Regions from separate parts of the Arachis hypogaea genome. Here region 2 is linked to region 1. The links are chromatin contacts, called in public Hi-C maps. All regions are on one chromosome and are shown on one strand. The core of a region is the stretch at or near the end of the contact, and the rest is flanking DNA. Distances in the headings are between cores, read along the strand shown.

Region 1 (3,873 bases), core at 667-3,166:
TCATTCTTTAATATGATTGAAGAAATACTCAGTTTTATTAGCAATATATTGATATGTTAGTGATGAAAAAATAATCAAGTCACAAAAATAATGTAAATACTAACTCTGACTAAGCATGTTTAATAGCCATATTTACGTATAATTACAGATAAATACTAAGAGTGAATGCAAGCCTTGGAAAAGGGAAATTAAATTTAATCTTTTCTCTAAGCCTTAACTAACTTGATCTGTATTCCTCTCACTTATATCCCATTATAATCATCATCAATGACCTCCATTATATTTGTGCATGCACGTAATGGGCTGAACCTGAAAAAAGAAAATAATGCACAATAAGAACATCTAAAAAAGAAAAATTGCAGAATCCTAACCCACAAATAACCTTTATTTGCTAACACAATGACTCATACAACACTGAAGTTTCACCTTCAACAATTAATGAACATGCCAACATCACCAAAATTAATGTCGTACTACACACTTTTTTGAGCTTCTTTGTCCCCATAATAAATCAATGCTATCAAATTTTTTCAACACATTTATGCGAAAAATCGAATCACCGCATATAAATACAATAAGAATTGATATATCTGAATTAATCCAAGACTCACATGAACATTTTAATGTTGTCTTTGTAACATGATAAGGTTAGAATAAAAATCAAAATATAGAATAAAATATGTTGTACAGAGAAAAAAAGAGAGAGATAATTAAGTCATGCAATAGCTAGAACTGAAAAATAAATAAATAAATAAATAATAATAATGAATAAATTGAGAAAAAAATGATGAAGAGAAAATAAAAGAAATAAAAACATACTTTATAAGTTTTGCAATATATTATCACCTGAGATTTGGCATACTATTACTGCCAAAGTTGTCATTGACTTTACTTGAGTAATACCAAAACAGGGAAAATACTAAAAGCATGAAAATAGCAAAATAGGGAAAATATTAGTGTAAGTGCAAATTGTGCATCTACTTGATAGAATTTCAATTGTATCTTATCATAGTTTAGGAACCACAGTGATGGGGCAAAAAATAGATCTTCAAAATAGTTAAAAGACAACTAAAAACAAAATTTTTTTCAACTCAGTGTTCATCTTCCCTCTCGTAATTCGTTAAACATGACTTACAGTATATGTTGACCTCGACTTTTGAAGTCATAGATTTCACTTCTGCGATTTACCTTAAAAATTAGGGTTAAGTACGATTTTAGTCCCTAAAGTAGGGGTTGAAATTTTTTTCGTCCTCAACTTTTTTTTACTTACAAAATTGTCCCTGAGGTTTAACTTATTTTTAAAACTGTCCTATGGACCAAAATATCCTTCCTCTTCTTCACCAAAATACCCTATTTTTATTCTTCTTTTTTGTTCTTCTCCATCAATAGCAACAACAACAATAAAATCACTAGCAAGCAGCAACAATGAATCAAAAGAAAAAACAATGAAGCACAAGAACAATGAATCTGAATTCGAATTAGAAGCACAAAAACAATGAAGCAAAAGCAAAAACAATGAAGCAATCTCTTTTTTTTCCTTCTTCTTCAGCAATAACAATGAAACAGAAGCATAAGTAGAATTAGAAACAAAAGTTGAAGCAAAATTAGAAATAGAAATAGAAGCAGAAACTGAAGTAACAGAAGCATCAAAATTAAAAGAACAAAGAATCAGATGCAGAATTAGAAACAGAAGCAAAATCAAAAGCATCAAAATTAGAAACAGAAGCAGAACCAGATGTGGAAGTACCAGAAGTAGAAGAACAAAAAATCAAAATTGGAAACAATGTGATTAACAAAATCAGAATCAGAATCAAAATTGGTGGATTAAAAAAATCAGAATCAGAAACATGTGATTAACAATATGATTAACAAAACCAGAAATAGAAGCAAAATTGGGGATAAACGATGATGCGGCGATGCGACATGAAGAGGGAGAAACTGCTGCCGCTGTTCGTGCATGTCGCGGCCACTGGAAAGGAGCCTGGCCACCGTCATCGTCATGGTGGGTTGAAGCCATCGCAGTGCATGCCGCTTCCAGTGGAGTAGAACGCGAGGAAGAGGAGCAGCGAGATTTGCCAGCGAGAACCGAACGACGAGCAGCAGCGGCAGTGGTAAGGACCAAACGACGAGCAACGGCGGCGAAGAGCAGCGGCGGCGGATTCCTTCCCCTTCTCTTCTGCACCTTCCCTTCCCCACCTTCCCCTTTTCTTCCCTGGAAAACCCCCTCCCCCGATTCCCTTCGCCCTTTTCTTTTAATCCATTTTTCTTTTTTATTTTTTTAATTAGGGGTAATTTGGTAATAAAAATTTAAATTTTGGTAAAAAAGATGATTTTAAAAATAAGTTAAACTTTAGGGATGATTTTGAAGCAAAAAAGGTTGAGGACGAAAAAAATTTTCAACCCCTACCTTAAGGACCAAAATCGTACTTAACCCTAAAAATTACTATTAAAATATAGTCTCTGCATCTTGGATATGTAATCCTGTCATTTGATATTAATTATTATATTTCATATTTTCATTCTTTAAAAAGCCTTATCATTTGCAATTATTTGTTAAATCACTTTAGAAAAGCTCATGTAAAATATGAGCAGAAGCACATGATAAACTGAGCATTAACATGAAATTCAACCAGATAAATGTATTTTAGGAAGAATACTGTCAAATAAATTTCTGTTACCTGGTCTAAAAAATAGTTTGCAATTTCTCTTCCACCTTGGTTTCCATGAACCGCATAACGCATCTAGTACTCATAGTATTTGGCACACAGAATAAATAATTAAAATGAGAAAACTGGCAATGTTTATTGATAATACTGTGTAAAAAATGAATATGACCTCATATTAAAAAGAAAAATCATATTTTGGTGACACTCTACAATTTTCAACTTGCAAAAAGAAGAAAATTCAAAATCAATTGAAGATTTTGCTTTGAAAACTTTATGAGATGGCTATGCTGAAAATAAGGCCAATAATCAAAATAAGGCCTTTTGTAGCGTAATAATGTATAAATTACTTTGAAAATAAAAAACCAAAATCTGAAGAGTTAGTTAACGTGTATTTTCTATCCTTTCATACTCATCAAATGCTCTAAAAGTCTAATTCCATTGGCTATTCAAGCTTATGCCATACAATTTGAATAAAAATGAAAAATCTTTAAAAGATGACACAACAACATGAGTTGTATAACACATTACTCCATATAGATCAATAGGCATAATCAATCAAAACATAGCACTCTCAACACATAATCAGCTGCATGATCAAATTTGCAAACTAGTGCACGTGCTTTCAAAATTTAAAAAAAAAAAGAGTAAGAAAGTCATCACAATTTAAACAATCAACTACCAAGAAAAAAAAAGAAGCTTGCCTCACGAAGCTGATATGCACTCTTAACCTACCATGAACAGCGCAACGATCGATGCATATGAAGAAGTCATACGTAATTGATGCTCATGTTGTTTCTTCGCGTTGCAATCAAAACGCATTTGAAGCCGAAAAATAAAAAAATTCAAAATAAAGTAGATCTGAAAAAAAAATTGAAAAACATCAAATGAAAAACCTCGAAACTAAAAATTTATAGAAATCGAAAGTGATCAAACCTTGTTTTCAAGGAGCTTGTTGAGCAGCCTCTTGGAAAATGCCCAGAATCCCTATATAGTTGTTGCAGATTCACTACCACCACCAACAATGTACATGCCTCCACATCTGCTTCTTCCTTGGTTGAAATCCCTGGCCATATGACTCATCCCTGCCAGTTGTAGCAAGCGCCAACACTTTCTCCTTCGTTACAATCCCGCGCCATGTGACCTACCTCACTGCAGCCGTATCAACCACCATGACCATTGTGATCATGATTGAAAAAATAAGAAAGGG
Region 2 (3,625 bases), core at 419-2,918, 320 kb after region 1:
TTCATCAGGATAACTTCTTCATGAGTGCTCTCATTTTAATAACAAAATCATCAATGCATCTCACTCTTTAGTAACAATTAATAAATCGGTAACAAATTAAAGATATAACAAATTTAGAAATAATAGAATTAATCTCAAAAAATTGAATACAAAGAAGAGAATCTTCATACAAATAATTAATCACGCTGATATATAGAATTAATCACAAAAATTAAACCCAAAGAAGACAAGTTTCATGTAAAACAAATTCTTCAAAACAAAAACAACAAGCTAAAAGAAGATTCATGTAAAATTAGAGGAAGATTCAGGCATATATAATAAAATATTCAATTAAAACTATTGCAAACAAGCTAGATGCACCAAACTGACTAAGTTATAATAGGTAGAAATTCATCAGGATAACTTTTTCTTCATGAGTTCATCTTAATAACAAATTTATCACTGCATCTCACTCTTTAGTAACAAATCAGTAACAAATTGAAGATATAACAAATTCACAATGAATAGAATTAATCAACAAAAATTGAATATAGAGAAGACAAGCTTCATATAAATAATTAATCACACTGATATATAGAATTAATCACAAAAAATTAAACCCAGAGAAGACAAGCTTCAGGTAAAACAAATTCTTCAAAACAAAAGCAATAACAAATTCTGCAACAAATTACATATATTCTATAACCTCATGTAAAAAGAATTCTGCAACAAAAATAAAAACTCAGAGAAGGCAAGCTTCACATATAGAAAGTATGAGAAGAAAGTGCTCCCATAAACCCAAAGAGAAGAGAACCCATTCACGACAATAAAAACGCGAACAAAGAAGATAAGAGAAAACAAATAAAGAGAGAATGGAAGATGAGAACACGAACAAACGTGAACACAGTGGCTACGAAGATGAAGATGCGACGGCGACTAACTTTGGTCCCAGTGGCTACGATGAGGAGTAGGAAATGGTGGTCCTGAAAGCGGCGATATGGTAGAGGCTTTACGAGGGTCCCTACGATGGTGGTCCAGTGTTTGATAAGAGGAGCATATGAGAAGGAGTCCTAATTAGATTTATACAAAGGGTGAATTTGAAATTATAAATTTGGATTGAGGGTGTTTTCGAAAAAAATTATTAGTTAAATTTCAATCTTTATCTCTAAAAATTTTAGTCTCTACTGTCTCTACTTGAAATACTAAAATTTTAGAAATAGAGACTAAATTTTTAATTTCAGTCTCTAGACCTACAAATATAATATTGAGTCTCAATCTTTTAGTGTATGTTCAAATACATGGAAACAAACGTTACCTAAATAACTGTGAAATAGAAGACTGACTGCAACCGTCACTTCCCCTACTTCGATTGCTCATGGACGATATACGTTAGGAGCTTTATCCTTATTATTTGTCTTTTTTTTTTTTCTTTTCATTTTTTCTTTCTTTTCAGGCTTCTGTTCACCCAAAAAAAATTATTAATAGGCATCAATACTATTGAATTTGATGATACCTGAGGATCCCTAAAAAGAACTTGTTGAAGTGATTATAAATGTTTTAAGGATAATGGTGAATTGGTAATAATTAATTAATATTCTTATGATCGGTGGTTTGCCTTATCTTACAAGTGCGTGGTTGAAGGTCAGTGGTGGCGATTCTATATTTCTATAGCATGGATAACAACGAAGCTAGCAGACCAAACAAAACCATTCTTGTTTTGTCTTTCTAATCAATCGCTTTCGTAGGCATTAGGAAAGGGACAAGAAGGAAATCGAAACACAGATTTATTTTATTTTACTCAAACCTGAGGTGCACAAAGAATTGGTTGGTAAAGAGTTTTCGTAATTATAAGAATTGCTATCATCTATATAAGTATAAAATAATTTAAGTATTTGTATTTATAGTGAAGTCTAACACAAACTAGTTGTTTGAGTTATTTAAATGTCATCTATCAAATTTAATCCTTTGAAATGATCTGTATATAGTAAATATATAGTAGTTTATGACCAGTCTTTATTCACCGAAAGGTGTACACTCAGAATTGGATTCCACTTTCTTCACCAGTTCATAATAATCAAATTTTATGTCATCTCGATTTCCATATATTAGGAATATAAAAGATTTGGCCAATGACCAGTTAAGGGATGAGAAAATTAAATAATATAAAGAAAAAAATAGAAAAAGAACACAAACAAAAGAGAGAAAGATAGTTCTATACCAAACGCAAAGTCAAGTCATGTCATCTCTTAATATTGTCGTTGATACAGTATGCCTACTCTAATAACTTAACCACCTCATTAGTCTATTAATTACTGCTAGTTGTTTTTCTAATCTGTTCACTGTTCAGAGTTAGTTTTATTCCCCTTTTTGTTTTGGTTCAACACGAGGAGTCAGTAACACATCCAAAAATTTTAAGTCGTGGGGTAAATATATAACACATAAAAATAACAAAAAAAATTGTATAAACATATCAAATCATATAAATTAAAATTAAATAACATGAAAATATTAAATATTAAATAATTTTTATTTATTAATTATCAATATTGATATATTAATAAGTAATAATGCAGTTATTAATTCAATTTTTTATAAATTAAATATAACAATAACAGATTTGAATAAAAAAATTTTAAGGATATAAACTTCAATTAAATAAATTCATTAATTTATAATGCTATAATAATGTTTTATTTTTTATTAAATCGATTTAATGTATATTTTTATTTTAACCTTTTAGATGTTAATTAGAGTTTAATTTTGATGTACTGATGGTATAAACTAATGATTGTTTAATTACATATGTTCTTTTAGATGATCATTTACACCATCAATGTAAAAAATAATTTTTTATGACATAATATTACGTAATTAGATGCATATGTAAATTTATTTTATACTAAAAATGTATCAAATTTAATTCTATATATATATATAATAAAAGAATCAGTTAACTTGTACTCTAAGAGAACATGTTAAGAGTATAATAATAAATTTTTTTTTAATTTTTACTGTTGAGTTAAGAAATTAACTAAATTAATTAGTGATGACAAATATTATTTTTGGCAAAATAAATAATTAGAGTTGTTTAAATTAATAAGTATATGTTGCTAATTATTTATTTTGTGTTGCAGGCCAAATTCATTTTTAAGCAGCCCAAATGGTATAATAAAATTATAGCAAGGCTGATGGGAAAATAATCAAGCTCAACCCAAAAGAAACAAAGCCAAAGGATCTGATGGGCTAACCGGGTTGCTTTATGAAAATTCAATCCAAACCCGTATCCATCTCACAAGGCTTCTTTTGTAAGATTGAAGTCTTCTCCCTCTTGAAATGCAACGTTCTTCTACTTTCTGACCAAGTCAAATCAACTTCACAAAAAGTAAGAAAGAGAAGAAAAGCTTCCTCTATAAGCTAGTAACCAAAGAAGCAAGAAAGAGAAAATTTAAGCTTGAAGCACAGAAGCTAAAGCAGAAAATCTAATCCAAATCAAGCTTAGGTTAAAGGTAATCCATCTCATCTTGCATGCATCAGATCTTCATCCCTTCTTCCCAACTCTCTGCACTATTCGAAAATGGCATTCAAGGTAAAGTTGATCTCTGTTCTTCACTGCTACAAATCCACGGTCACAAGAGATTCTTGGGGA

Evidence for each region. A called contact is a pair of places that touch in the nucleus more often than the background predicts.
Region 2: a Hi-C map of leaf shows a contact between it and region 1, with 2.3 times the contacts expected there. The contact joins the enhancer-like site here to the promoter of LOC140176183 in region 1. A contact is called at or near these places in 2 of 8 Hi-C or Micro-C datasets (both in leaf).

The regions. Positions count from the first base shown.
Region 1 is chr11:120,411,216-120,415,088 of arahy.Tifrunner.gnm2.J5K5, forward strand. LOC140176183 reads left to right here and starts at 1,917. Exons shown (of 6, transcript XM_072206075.1): 1 at 1,917-2,111. The coding sequence starts at 1,917.
Region 2 is chr11:120,727,718-120,731,342 of arahy.Tifrunner.gnm2.J5K5, forward strand. No RefSeq gene overlaps it. Among protein-coding and RNA genes, the nearest start is that of LOC112722452, 48 kb to the right of the region's middle. Within about 2 kb of position 1,669, at least 2 of the 3 cell types and tissues checked have open chromatin away from gene starts, as enhancers often do.